Regions from separate parts of the Sus scrofa genome. Here region 1 is linked to region 2. Evidence: chromatin contacts called from public HiChIP or PLAC-seq data. All regions are on one chromosome and are shown on one strand. Each heading gives the region's core, a stretch centred on a gene start, on an enhancer-like site or on the middle of the called end of the contact. The rest is flanking DNA. Distances are from core to core; before and after follow the strand shown.

Region 1 (6,426 bases), core at 336-2,835, 220 kb after region 2:
AAAGGGAGCCTGCATCACCCCGCAGGTTGAAGGGCCCAGTCCCATGAGAATGCCCTCACCTCAGAGGCCGGTCTTGAGCCCTGTGTTCTCCGAGTACCCACACGTCTATCAACTTGGCTACAAAGTTGGAGGATCCCACAATCCTCTTCCTTTCTGATGTGATGATCTGTTAAAATGGCTCACAGAACTTAGGAAAGTTGCCTTTATTTACCCCTACCAGCTCCCTGTAATGGATATTATGAGGCTACAAAAGAACAGCTCGATGGGGCGTTCCCATCGCGGCTCAGTGTTTGACAAAACCGACTAGTATCCATGAGGATGCGGGTTCGATCCCTGGCCTTGCTCAGTGGGTTAAGGATCCAGTGTTGCTGTGGCTCTGGCGTAGCTGGAAGCTGCAGCTCTGATTTGACCCCTAGCCTGGGAACCTCCATACATTGAGGGTGGGGCCCTAAAAAAAAAAAGACAGAAGACAGAAAAAAAAAAAAAAAAAAGGAACAGGTAGGTGGAGAGGAACACAGGGTGAGAAATGGAAGGGTCTGGAAAACAGCAGCTTCTGTCGGGAACAAAGACCAAAAATATATTTCTGATTTTATCATAATATCACCCATTCCCATTCTGCTCGTTCAAATCATACCCTGTAAGAGCCACATTAGCTACCGCTTCTGTTAAAAAAAACTCCCTCCCTGACAAATAGCATTTTTCCTTCCCTGTGCCTTCTCTTCATGGCCTTATCTCAATAACAGCTTGCTGGCACTTTCACTATTATACTTGTATTATAGTTATTTAGCTATTTATCTTACTTAAAACCAAGGTTCTCAGGAGCTCCCAGCGTGGTGCAGCCAGTTAATGATGTGGCTTATCTCTGTGGGTTGCTCCTTAGGCCTTGGGCAAAGGGTTAAGGATCTGGCATTGCCCCAGCTGCGGCATAGGTGGAAGCTTGAATTTGATCCCTGGCCCAGGAACTCCCATGTATTTTTTTGGTTTTATTTTGGGGTTGTTTTTTGTGTTTTGGTTTTGGTTACATTGGGCATGTGAGAGTTCCCCAGCCAGGGATCGAACCCAGGCCACAGCAGTGACAGCACAGGAACCAGGGACCTCCCATCAGGCATTTCTTAAATTTTGTTTCCTTGAATGGCAAATGGGAGTTGACATAATCCTGGCCACTGCTTAACTGACGTAAGAGATTGCCTCCTCCAGTGGTAAATGGAGCACGGCTGGTGGGATGCTGGGGAGGGAAAGGCCACATCCCTGGAGCACAGCCGGTGGAGTCCGGTTCTTCCATCTTCGAGGTAGCCAGGCTGGTCCCTATCAGTGAAACCTTCAGGAAGCAGGGCTGAATAGAGAAAAGTAGGGCTTCCTCAAGCTTCCCACGCATCCCAGAGGCTAAGCGAGGAGCACAGGGCAATTCAATTGCGGCTTGTCCCGGAGCCTCCCGATACGCATCGTGCCCCAGTTCCGCGGAGTCAATCCGGGCTCTGATGCAACTGGCAATGGGCCTCGATCACGAGCCCCATCTCACAGGTTCGGTACAGACGAGCTTTGTCGTTTCTCTGAGGGAGTCACTGCTGTTTCTCTTCCAGGCTCAAAACAGCTACCCCCGCCGCCCCCTCTAGGCCTCATGAGACGGCAATTTAAACCACTCTGATGAGTAGGTTTCATTAGGTAAAAAGGACCCATAAGGCAACGGCGGCCCAAATAACCTTAGCGGTACAGACGCTTTTTCGAAGGCAGCGGAAGTGTTGCCAAGTTAAAGGGTGTCAGGATGAGATACGATGAATATCAGTTTCCTTCTCTCTGGCAGTGGAGAGGATTAATTAAATGCTTGTGAAGTGCTTTGAAAATTTAAGCTGTTAAGAATTATTGTTCTGTGTAATAGGGGAAAAATAGAATTCTTGGCTCATTAAAGCTGTGATGTTGTAAGCCTGAGTGCTTTTTTTCAGGCTCGTTTTAAGGGCTACATTTTTTTTTTTTTTTTTAAAGGAAAGGAAGAAGGAGAAAGAAAAGAAATGTGCAGGAAAGTCAGCTGGGTTAATTAGTGTTTCTGTTGATTAAGGAATGAACTGTGAGAAGCTGCTGCTTATTGACTATCAAAGAGGTGGTTACTGGAGTGGCACAGTGGTTAATGAATCCGACTAGGAACCATGAGGTTGTGGGTTCGATCCCTGCCCTTGCTCAGTGGGTTAACGATCCAGCATTGCCCTGAGCTGTGGTGTAGGTTGCAGATGCAGCTCGGATCCCGAGTTGCTGTGGCTGTGGCGTAGGCCGGTGGCTGCAGCTCCGATTCAACCCCTAGCCTGGGAACCTCCATATGCCGCAGGAGCGGCCCAAGGAATAGCCAAAAAAAAAAAAAGAGGCAGTTACTGGGAATCACGTCTTCAAATGAGCAGGGAGAGTATCCCGAAAATATTAGCAGACGTGCACTTGCTTTCTTTCAATAGGCGTAAGGGATGCAAAGGCTGGGAGACTGTGTGTCTGTAAACACAAATTTCAATGTGCTTTGATGGCCTCTTCCATCCTAACTTAACCCAAGGAAGCAGACATCCTTCTGTCTTCACCCAGTTGGCAGACTGGCCTAGGGATGCTTTGGTTTTTGTTTTGTCCTCAGGGGACCCTCACTTCTCTCTCAATCCACATCCATTGAGGACTTCGACTTCTTGTGTGTCTGCGCCCGTTTCTCATTGCTGCTGCAACAAATCACCACAAACATAATGGCTTAAAACAACCTAAACGTATTCTCCTACAGTCCCGGATGTCAGAAGTCTAAACTCAGTCTTCCTGGGCTAAAGTCAAGGTGTTGGCAGGGCCAGTTCCTTTGAAGGATCTGGAGGAGACTCTGTTTCCTTGCCTTTCCAGCTTTCTGGAGGCTGCCTGCATTTCCTGGCTCCTGGCTCTTTTCCTGGCAGCATCTTGACCTCTGCTTCCTTTCTCAGGTCTCCTCCTATTAGACTTTTCTGCTTCCCTCTTTCCATTACAAAGACTGTGATTACACTGGAAGCACCAGGACGAGACCGTCTAAGATAATCTTCTCTCCAGACCCTTAATCACATCTGCAAAGTCCCCCTCCCAAGGTAAGGTAACCTATTCACAGTTTCAGAGGGGGACGAGACCGTCTAAGATAATCTTCTCTCCAGACCCTTAATCACATCTGCAAAGTCCCCCTCCCAAGGTAAGGTAACCTATTCACAGTTTCAGAGGGGGAGGAGGACAGGGTTATGGATCTTTTGTGGGGGTGGCATTATTCTTGCCTACCGCAGTCTCCATCTGCCAGCCTTCCTCCTTCTGGCTTTTTTTTTTTTTTTCCCTGTCTACTCAAGCCAGGCCTTGTTCTGAATGTTTTGCATGGATTAACTCATTCAGTTTTCACAATCAACCTAAAGAGAGGCCTGTTACTACAGATGAGGAAATTGAGGCAAAAAGATTAGATTTCTTGCCTGGGGGGTCACTAAGTATTCAAGCCTAGAATTCAAAAACTTTGTCTCAGCCGTAAAGAGTTTTTATTACCCCTATTTAAAAATTTTAAAGTAATGTAGTATACGTGATTAAATAGAATTCAAGGAGTTCCTGTGGCTCAGTGGTTAATGAATCCGACTAGGAACCATGAGGTTGCCGGTTCGATCCCTGCCCTTTCTCAGTGGGTTAAGGATCCAGCGTTGCCGTGAGCTGTGGTGTAGGCCTGCAGCTACAGCTCCAATTCGACCCCTAGCCTGGGAACCTCCATATGCCATGGGAATGGACCTGGAAAAAGGCAAAAAGACAAAAAATAAAAATAAAAATAATAAATAAATAATTCAAATGAGGGAGTTTCCATTGTGGCTCATCGGGATTATGAATCCGACTAGTATCCATGAGGATGCAGATTCAGTCCCCAGCCTTGCTCAGTGGGTTAAGGATCCGGCGTTGCTGTGGCTGTGGTGCAGGCTGGCAGCTGTAGCTCTGATTGGACCCCTAGGCTGGGAACCTCCATACGCAATGGGTGTGGCTCTAAAAAAGCAAAAATAAATAAATGAAATAAAAAATTTGCATCAAAGTCCTTTCTCCTCTACCCTATCCTCAGCTGGATCACCCCTCCTATCAGCCCTTTGTAATCTTAGTGCTTCCAGCAATAACCTCACACCCTAATCTTACACCTTAATTTTTTTTTTTTGGTCTTTTTGCCTTCTCTAGGGCCACATATGGAGGTTCCCAGGCTAGGGGTCCAATCGGAGCTGTAGCTGCCGGCCTATGCCAGAGCCAAAGCAATGCAGGATCCAAGCTGAGTCTGCGACCTACACCACAGCTCACAGCAATGCCGGATCCTTAACCCACTGAGCAAGGCCAGGGATTGAATCTGAAACCTCATGGTTCCTAGTCGGATTTGTTAGCCACTGAGCCATGACGGGAACCCCTCTTACATCTTAATTTAATGAATATAGACAGTTGTAGGTAGTTGTCCAGATAATGTAACATATACTTTATTACTTCTTCTAAAACTATGAAAATGAAAATCTTGAATTTAAAATTCTCATCAGAAAAAGAATGTATATGTATGACTGGGTCACTTTGCTGTATGGCAGAAATTGATAGAAAATTGTAAATCAACTATAATAAAAAATTTTTAAAAATTGTCATCGAAGACTTGAGAGCTCTGGAGAAGAATTCGTGTGTAATCGCTTACAGATCAGTGGATTTGGAGTTCCTGTTGTGGTGCAGCAGAAACAATCCAACTAGGAACCAGGAGGTTGTGGGTTCGATCCCTAGCCTCGCTCAGTGGGTTAAGGATCTGGCATTGCTGTGAGCTGTGGTGTAGGTCACAGAGGCAGCTCAAATCCCGAGTTGCTGTGCCTGTGCCTGTGACGTAGGCCAGCAGCTACAGCTCCGATTCGACCCCTAGCCTGGGAACCTCCATATGCTGCGGGTGCAGCCCTAAAAAAAAAAAAAAAAAAAAAAAAAAAAGACAAAAAAAAAATATATATATAGATCAGTGGACTTGAGTTGAAACACACAGGCATAGAGCAAAGAGCAAAGGCTTTGAAGCCAGGCAGACCTGGCTGTCAGCTTTCACTCTACCATTTATTATTATGGGCCCTTGAAAAATTGCTTATTCTCTCTGAGTTTCAGTTTCCTCCTCCATATGATACTCCCTTCATTGTGTTAATTTTAAAGTAAGTAAAACTGGGAGTTCCTGGTGGCTGAGTGGCTTAAGTATCCAGTGTTTCCAATGTTGTCACTGTCACTGCTATGGTTTGGTTTGATCCCTGGCCCACCTATGCTGCAGGCGTGGACAATATAAATAAGTAAGTAAATAAATAAATAAAGCAAGGAGGCAAGTAAGTAATCTGTAAATTTAGACACATGTTAAAGTTCAGTAAATGCCAGTTCTTCCAAGAAAGAAGGATCAAATGTCTTCTGACAGTGAAAAAAATAAATAAATAAACAGACTTCAAGGACAGCCAGAGGTTTTTAGGACATTTCCTCACATGCTCCACAAAAATTCTGAGGGCTTTGTGCCCGGCACTGTGCTGGTCCTGGATGGGGACACGGTGGTGTATTGCCATGTCCCTCTCTGCCAAGGGCTTAGTGTACTGCTTAGCACAGAACAGGAGTGCTAAGTACTCAACATAGACATTTTCTTTCCCTTTTTTCTTTGTCTTTTGTCTTTTTAGGGCCGCACCTGCAGCATATGGAGGTTCCCAGCTAGGGGTTGAATTGAAGCTGTAGCTGCCGGCCACAGCCGCATCTGCCATCTATACCACAGTTCACGGCAATGCCGGATCCTTAACCCATTAAGCAAGGCCAGGGATTGAACCCACCTCCTCACGGATACTAGTTGGGTTCGTAAACCACTGAGCCATGACGGGAACTCCCTAAACATAGACATTTTTTAAAGGCTAACTTTTTTTTTTTTTTTTTTTTGCTTTTTAGGGCTACACCTGTGGCAAATGGAGGTTGCCAGGCTAGGAGCTGAGTAGGAGCTGCAGCTGCTGGCCACAGCCACAGCAATGCTGGATCCTTAACCCACTGAGGGAGGCCAGGGATCAAACCCGCATCCTCATGAATACTAGTCGAATTGAGCCACATGGGAACTCCTAAAGGCTAACTTCTGATGTCTATAAAGAAAGGATTTGGATCCACTGAAATGAGTGTGTATGTGTTGGGTGGGGGCAGGGATTATATCAAAAGCACTGGACAGATACTAATTGCATTTCATTGATTTAAGACTATTTGGAAAGTAATTATTATTATTTTTTTTGCCACTCCCACATCATGTAGGAGTTCCAGGGCTAGGTATCAAACTGGCACCATATCAGCAACCTGAACCATGTCAGTGACAATGCTGGATCCTTAACCTGCTGAGCCCCAAGGGAACTCCGGAAATTAATTATTCTTAATGTCACTTATCCCCACAGATCACCAGGTACATAAAAACCTAAATGATTTTTCCAGCTT
Region 2 (6,781 bases), core at 3,398-5,897:
GCCCCATGCAATCAGCACCACTGTCCCTGTTTTATGGAGGAGAAACAAAAACATCAGGACACGGCCCCACAGCCAAAACAGCTAAGCAGTAGAAAGGAAGGAGGAAGGGTCTCCAGGCGCTTCGCCTTCACTTCAGCCAAAGGGGACAGTGAGTCCTGGCGAAGAGACCCAGATCCCACTTTGGCTAAAGTGCAGGTTAAGGTAAATAGCTGACCTCCCTCACTTTCCAGGACAAAGAGACAAGGCCACGAGGCAGCAGAGCAGAGCGGCGAAGAGGGCAGATTCTGGGACCAAACCACCAGGCTCACCATCTCAGTCCTGCCACTTAGAAGCTGTGTGGCTTGAACAGGTTGCCTGGCCTCTCTGTGCCTCATATTCTTCACCCCAAACCTGAGAATAACAATAGCACCTACTACAGGGAATCAATACACGGATTAAGTGAGGTAATTGACTAAGGTGCCGAGCAAGGCCCTGGCAGGTGATCAACGCTCAGCATCGAAGGGGGATGGGTGGTGTAGGGGGGGTTAGGGGGTTCATACCTCCAAGGCTGTGAGAATTGCAGGGACAATGAAGTCTCCACCTTGGGCTTCCCGGAGTTCACAGTTTAGTGAGGGACAGTGGGAGAAAATGCTAATGCAGCCATCAGAGCACCCATGACAAGTGACCTCCGCTGTGTAGTAGCACAGCCAGAGGCAGCACCCAGCATCCCCACACCTGCAACTTATATTAATTCATTTGTATGTATCCTCCTCCCAGGAAAACTTAATATCTTGAGTGACTCCACCCCCAACACACTCAACGAGCCCAGAGGGGCATGAGTTGGGGGCTGTGAATTGGCTGGGCTCCCTGTGCCAAAAGGCTCTCATGGTGTGAGCTGACCGAGACGTGAGTGACCGCAATGTGTAAAGCACTGATTTGGACCACAAGGCCCCGACACACACACACCTGCTACTCCATACGGTGCGTGATCCATTCTAACACTGGAGAAAAGCAGCACGGGATTCACTGAGGGAAGGGGGCTGGTCTTGAACATGAGTCCGTCCATTTTCGAGAGGCTTGAAACAACACATTTTAGTTTGAGGTCAGAGTTTAAACTCTGGCTATCTTGAGAGGGCGCCTTTGGGGGTTCGTTAACAACCTGTCTTCAAGAGCCTCGAAACAGAAGGTTCCCACTGTGGCGCAGTGGGTTAAGAATCCCACTGGAGCCACTGCAAAGGCACGGGTTCAATCCCCAGCTTGGGAAAGTAGGTTAAAGGATCATCCAGTGTTGTTGCAGCTCAGATTCAATCCTTGGCCAGGGAACTTCCACGTACTACAGGTGCAGCCTTTTTTTTTTTTTTCCGATAGGCAAGAAATAGATTTATTAAGATAGGACACTTGTGAGAGTTGCGAGCCAGCAGGCAAGGAGGCTCTGCCAGTGCAGCTATTTAAAAAAAAAAAAAAAAAAAACGGAAAGACTGGAAACAAACCTAAAGCCCATCAGCAGGGCAGTGGTGATCAAAACTATGGAAACTATGGTCTCTGTGCAGTGAGGTACTACAGCAGCTGACAAACAGAAGGAGAGGCAGCATTATGCAACAGCCAAGACGTGGAGACACTAAGTGTCCATGGATGAATGGATAAAGGAGATGTGGTGTGTGTGTGTGTGTGTGTGTGTGTGTGTGTGTACACACACACAATGGAATACTATTTGATCATAAAAAAAGAAGGAAATCCTGCCATTTGTGACAACCTGAGTGGACCTTGAGGGTGTTATGCTCAGGGAAATGAGTCAGAGAAAAACAAATACTGCATGATCTCATTTATTGAAATCTAAAACACACACACAAACACACACACACACACACACACACACACCCGTAGATACAGAGCAGGGGGTTAGAAGGGTGGGGAATATGGGTGAAGAGAGTCAAAAGGTACAAACTTCCAGTTATAAAATAGATGTCTGGAGATGTAACATACAACAGGGCGACTATAGTTGATAATACTGTACTGCATATTTGAAAGTTGCTAAGAGAGTAGATATTAAAGATTCTTGTCACAAGAGGAAAAAAAAAGGAGTTCCCATTGTGGCTCAGTCAGTAGTAATGAACACAATTAGAATCCATGAGGACACAGGTTCGATCCCTGGCCACGCTCAGTGGGTTAAGGATCTGGCGTGGCTGTGGCTGTAGTGCAGGTTACAGACACCTCTCGGATCCCACATTGTTGTAGGCTGTGGCACAGGCCAGCAGCTACAGCTAAGAGTCAACCCCTAGCCTGGGAACGTCCATATGCTCCTGGAACGGCCCTAAAAAGACAAAAAGAAAAAAATTTCTGTAACCATGAAAGATGATGGATGTTAACTAAGACTTATTAGGGAGATTGTGTCACAATGTATACAGTTATTGAATCATTACGTTGTACACCTGGAACTCATATAATGTTGTATGTTGATTACATCTCAATTTTAAAATTTTAATTAATTTCAAAAATTAATTTGCTCAGAGGGTAAAAACCAGATATAGTGTCCATGAGGATGCGAGTTCGATCCTTGGCCATGCTCAGTGGGTTAAGGATCCCATATTGCTGCAAGCTGCATTGTAGATCCTGCGTTGCGTTGCTCGGGCAAAGGTTGGCAGCTGCAGCTCCAATCCAACCCCTAGCCCAGGAACTTCCATTAAAAAAAAAAGAAATATCTCCAAGATATCCTATACAGTTATAAGATGCCGATTTATGCAAAAGGGGAGGGGGGAGATGTATTCGTATTTACTGTGTGTACTTTTTAAAAACGAAAGGTCCAGGAGTTCCCTGGTGACATAGAGGTTAAAGATCCAACTGCTGTGGCACAGGTTCAGTCCCTGGCCTGGGAACTTCCACATGCCTTGGGTGCTGCCATAAATAAACAAGTAAAAGTGAAAGATCCATATAAAACTAATGACAATGGTTACCCATGGTGAGGGGTCACGAGACAGACAGGGTACAAAGGCAAGAGGGAATCCTTCCTCTGAATGCCTTTTTCTTTTCTTTCCTTTTCTTTTCGGGCTGCACCTGCTGCATGTGGAAATTCCTAGGTTAGGGGTCGAATCAGAGCTACAGCTGCCAACCTAGGGCATAGCCACAGCAACATGCAACCTACACCACAGCTCACAGCTCTCGGCAATGCCCCAGATCCTTAACCCACTGAGAGAGGCCAGGGATGGAACCTGCAGCCTCATGGATACTAGTCAGGTTCATTACTGCTGAGCCACAACAGGAACTCCCTGAATGCCTTTTTTTTTTTTTTTTAATGTGATTAAAAAACCATAGCAAAAATCACCATCTTTAAATTTTCCAGTGCAGCGGGTCAGGAGGGTTACATGTAGTCATATTGCTGTGCAATGGTACTAAGTATGTTTCATCACTTTTTTAGATATTTTTGAGCCACATTCCTGTACCACCTATTTTGAAAATCAACTTTAAAATCATTAGGCCCAAATAAGATAAATCAAGAGAATCACTGTCACGGAAATAGGAAAAAAAGTACATGTGCTTGGAAATCAGAATGCGCTGAATTCCAACCTGGTCCCTGCCATTTACGAGTCTGGGGCAAGCGAAGGAATCCTCTAAGCCTTAGTCTCCCCTTTCTTTAAAACCCTTCCCCAGAGAGATGGCGCCACTCAAAGGGCAGTGGTGAGCACTGAATGAGAATTCTTATAAAGCCCCAGGGGTAGTAGGTCTCCCAAAGTAAGTTCCCGCAATCACGGGTCTTTTTTCACCGCATCTGGAAGAATCCTGGAGAAAGGAGGGCCTTTGGCCAGTGCAGTGGTGTGCCACCTTTGGAGGGCCAGAGTCATTGGAGGGTGCCTTCCTGGACCCCACCCCAAACCCACCGCCCCAGAACCTACTGGTAAGACCACAGCACTCCTATTCTAATGCATCCCGCCCTGCCCCCGCCAACCCAGACCAAAGCGATAGAACACGTTTGGCCGGGAGTCTGTGCTCCTACACTGCACCCCACCCTTCAGCTGCAAAACTTAAGGAGATTTGGAGACATTTGCTCTAGCTTCCACTAGGGGGCGGGCTTGGTGCTCTGGGGGTGGGGGTTGGTAGGCCGACTGACCTGCAGATGTCATTCTGGAAGCAGAGGAGGCCTCGCTGAGGCTGCTAAGAGAGCTTGAGGGAGCTATTTCCTTGTGTGTGTTGGGAGGACGGGGCCGGGGATTGCCCTTTCTGTACCTTGAATCTTGTATAGCCTCTCTCTCCACTTAAAGCAGCAAAAAGAGAGTGCAGTGTCCCAATTACTGAGCTTCGTCATCCATTTATTGAGCTTCTGATGCAGCTCCCAAGTTGCTCTCTCCACACTCTGGGCTGTGCTGGGGAGCAGATCCAGTCCCCTTGGTTGCCTGGAGCTGCCAGTTGTGAGCGTTTTTGTCAGAGAAAAGCACGGCGGGACGCCAGCGCTGCGGCTGACCACTTTCCTTCGGTTCCCTCCGAGGTCCCTTCCAATCCGTGGGAGGCTTTTCTGCCCATCACCGAGATCCATTTACTTTGCATCCCCTTTTGGCCTCGCTACCTCCTCCCAAAAGATCGGCGTCCCCGGATTTCCCAGGGATTCTCCCTGTCCCTCCCGGGGAAGGGGGCTCGAAAATCGGAGGCTGCACTGGCGCCGTGGGGACAGCAGGTGGCGCCCTGGGCTGTGGAGGCTGGATCAAGAAAGCCTTGCTTATAAAAAGACTTTCCTAGAGAGAGTAGAGGTACCCCGTGCGCGGAGGGGCGCGATAAATATTTGATAGCGAGGCGACTTGTGCTTGTGAAATCGTTTCCTGTTACACCGTCTCCTGGTCTAAGCTCTGGCTGGCAGGAGAGTGAAAGAATGAGAATGCGTCGTCGGCTGGAAGGGCCCGGAACCTCCTCATTGCAGAAAAGGGGAACTCGGCTGGGAGCCGGGAGGCTCATGCAGGCCCCCACGGAGAAAGGCAGAGTCAAGACTTCTGTCCTGCCGGTGCCTGGGCTGCCCTTTGACCCATACGTGGCTCTTCCAAAAAGATTTGCTGCTATGAGCCCATCCCTGCATCCAGGATGATGTCCTGGGTTCAGAGCTGAGTATTTCCTGCACTTGGGTCCTTTTCATCCCTCTTCTCTGGCCAGATCTCCACCCTACCCGAGTTACTACTCGGTTAACATTTTTCTTAAAATCAACTCATTTTTAAAAGTCAAATACAATTAAAAGGGAAGCATTTTATTGCCACAATGATTGGGAGTCTGGTATTTCTTGCCAAAAACAGAACCGTGAAAATAAACACATTACAATTACAATTCCTTAAAAGCCTGGCTGTTTCCCAATGAATATCGTTTGCCATCCCGTCAGTGGTGTGCTTTCCACACTTAGGAAAAACTCTGGGATTCCAGTACAAGCTCTCCCAGGAGTTCTGTGTTTTGTTTTGTTTTGCTTTGCTTTGCTTTTTAGGACCGCACCCTCGGCATATGGAAGTTCCCAGGTTAGGGGTCAAATCGGAGCTACAACGGCCGCCTACACCACAGGCACAGCAGTGTGGGATCCAAGCCGAGTCTGCGACCTACACCACAGCTCACAGCAAAGCCAGATCCTTAACCCACTGAGCAAGGCCAGGGATCGAACCCACATCTTCACAGATACTAGTCGGGTTCGTTAACTGCTGAGCCACAAAGGAAATTCTCTCCCAGGAATTCAGAATGAGAGGAGGCGAGAGGTGGGGATGGGAGAGTGGGGAGGGGAGCTGGGGAGAGCTGGCTATGCGTTTTGCCCCCTTAGAGAACAAAGGGAACCTTGACTGCTATCCCACGTCCTTCCTGCAGTATGCATATGCTTCCGGAAACTGCCCAAGTTATTTTTTACTCTGGAAGCTGGAGGAACAGGGTGGAGACCTGGCTTCCTGTGAGCCTGCCCGGCCCTGAAAGCAAGATAGCATCTCAGGGTGCGCAGGTCCTCAGACCTCAGCCAGCCGGTGCTGGAGGGGCCCCACAGCAGGCCTCCACCCTTCTGCTTCTGCGGAGAAGTCTTCGATTTTGCAGATCTCTGTGCCAGCCAGCTCTACCCTGCCTCTTCCTTATGGTAGAGACTTCTGACAAGTTCCTCAACCTCCTTAAGTTTCAGCTTCCTCATCTGTAAAGTGAGCAGGATGCCTACCTCCCAGGGTTGTTTGTGGGGGCTCAGCAGGATTGTTTGTGTAGAGTCAACCCATCAATCATTTGCAGGAGACGTTTCCTCTCTCTCTCTCTCTCTCTCTCTCTCTCTCTCTCTCTCTCTCTTTTTTTCTTGGTCTTTTTAGGGTCACACCCACAGCATATGGAGGTTCCCAGGCTAGGGGTCGAATCTGAGCTACAGCTGCCCGCCTACACCACAGCCATCAGAACTCGGGATCCGAGCTGCTTCTGCAACCTAGACCACAGCTCATGGCAACACCGGATCCATAACCCACTGAGCAAGGCTAGGGGTCAAACCCACGTTCTCATGGATACTAGTCAGATTCATTTCCACTGAGTCACGATTGGAACTCCTGCAGAAGACTTTCTGTTGGAAGTGCTGTGTGCATAGCCCAGCTTCTCACATAGGGTTAAGCATGAAAGGAGTATTTGCAAAAGCGGTGCATATAACATACACAGATGTTTATACAGCTTGTATAGCATATCTTCCGGCCACAGCACCTTCAGCCAATCCCCTTCTCGAGTGCGGTCTCTGCGCCTTCTCAGTGCCCCTCAGCTCTCCCTGTGGTGGTGACAGCTCCTCTCTTTCACTCTGAAGACATCACAACTTCCTTCTCCTCCAGGAAGACAAGCAGAG

What was found. HiChIP or PLAC-seq counts read pairs in DNA pulled down with a chosen protein or histone mark.
Region 1: an H3K27ac HiChIP or PLAC-seq map of skeletal muscle shows a contact between it and region 2. The contact joins two enhancer-like sites. A contact is called at or near these places in 3 of 47 Hi-C or Micro-C datasets (embryonic fibroblasts, retroperitoneal adipose tissue and undifferentiated spermatogonia) and 2 of 2 datasets of contacts at active chromatin or transcription factors (alveolar macrophages and skeletal muscle).

Annotation. Positions count from the first base shown.
Region 1 is chr6:36,328,821-36,335,246 of Sscrofa11.1, forward strand. No RefSeq gene overlaps it. Among named protein-coding and RNA genes, the nearest start is that of SIAH1, 5.7 kb to the right of the region's middle. Within about 2 kb of position 1,586, at least 13 of the 83 cell types and tissues checked have an H3K27ac peak or open chromatin away from gene starts, as enhancers often do. A contact at or near this core is called in skeletal muscle, where this site is marked.
Region 2 is chr6:36,106,179-36,112,959 of Sscrofa11.1, forward strand. No RefSeq gene overlaps it. Among named protein-coding and RNA genes, the nearest start is that of N4BP1, 13 kb to the right of the region's middle. Within about 2 kb of position 4,648, at least 47 of the 83 cell types and tissues checked have an H3K27ac peak or open chromatin away from gene starts, as enhancers often do. A contact at or near this core is called in skeletal muscle, where this site is marked.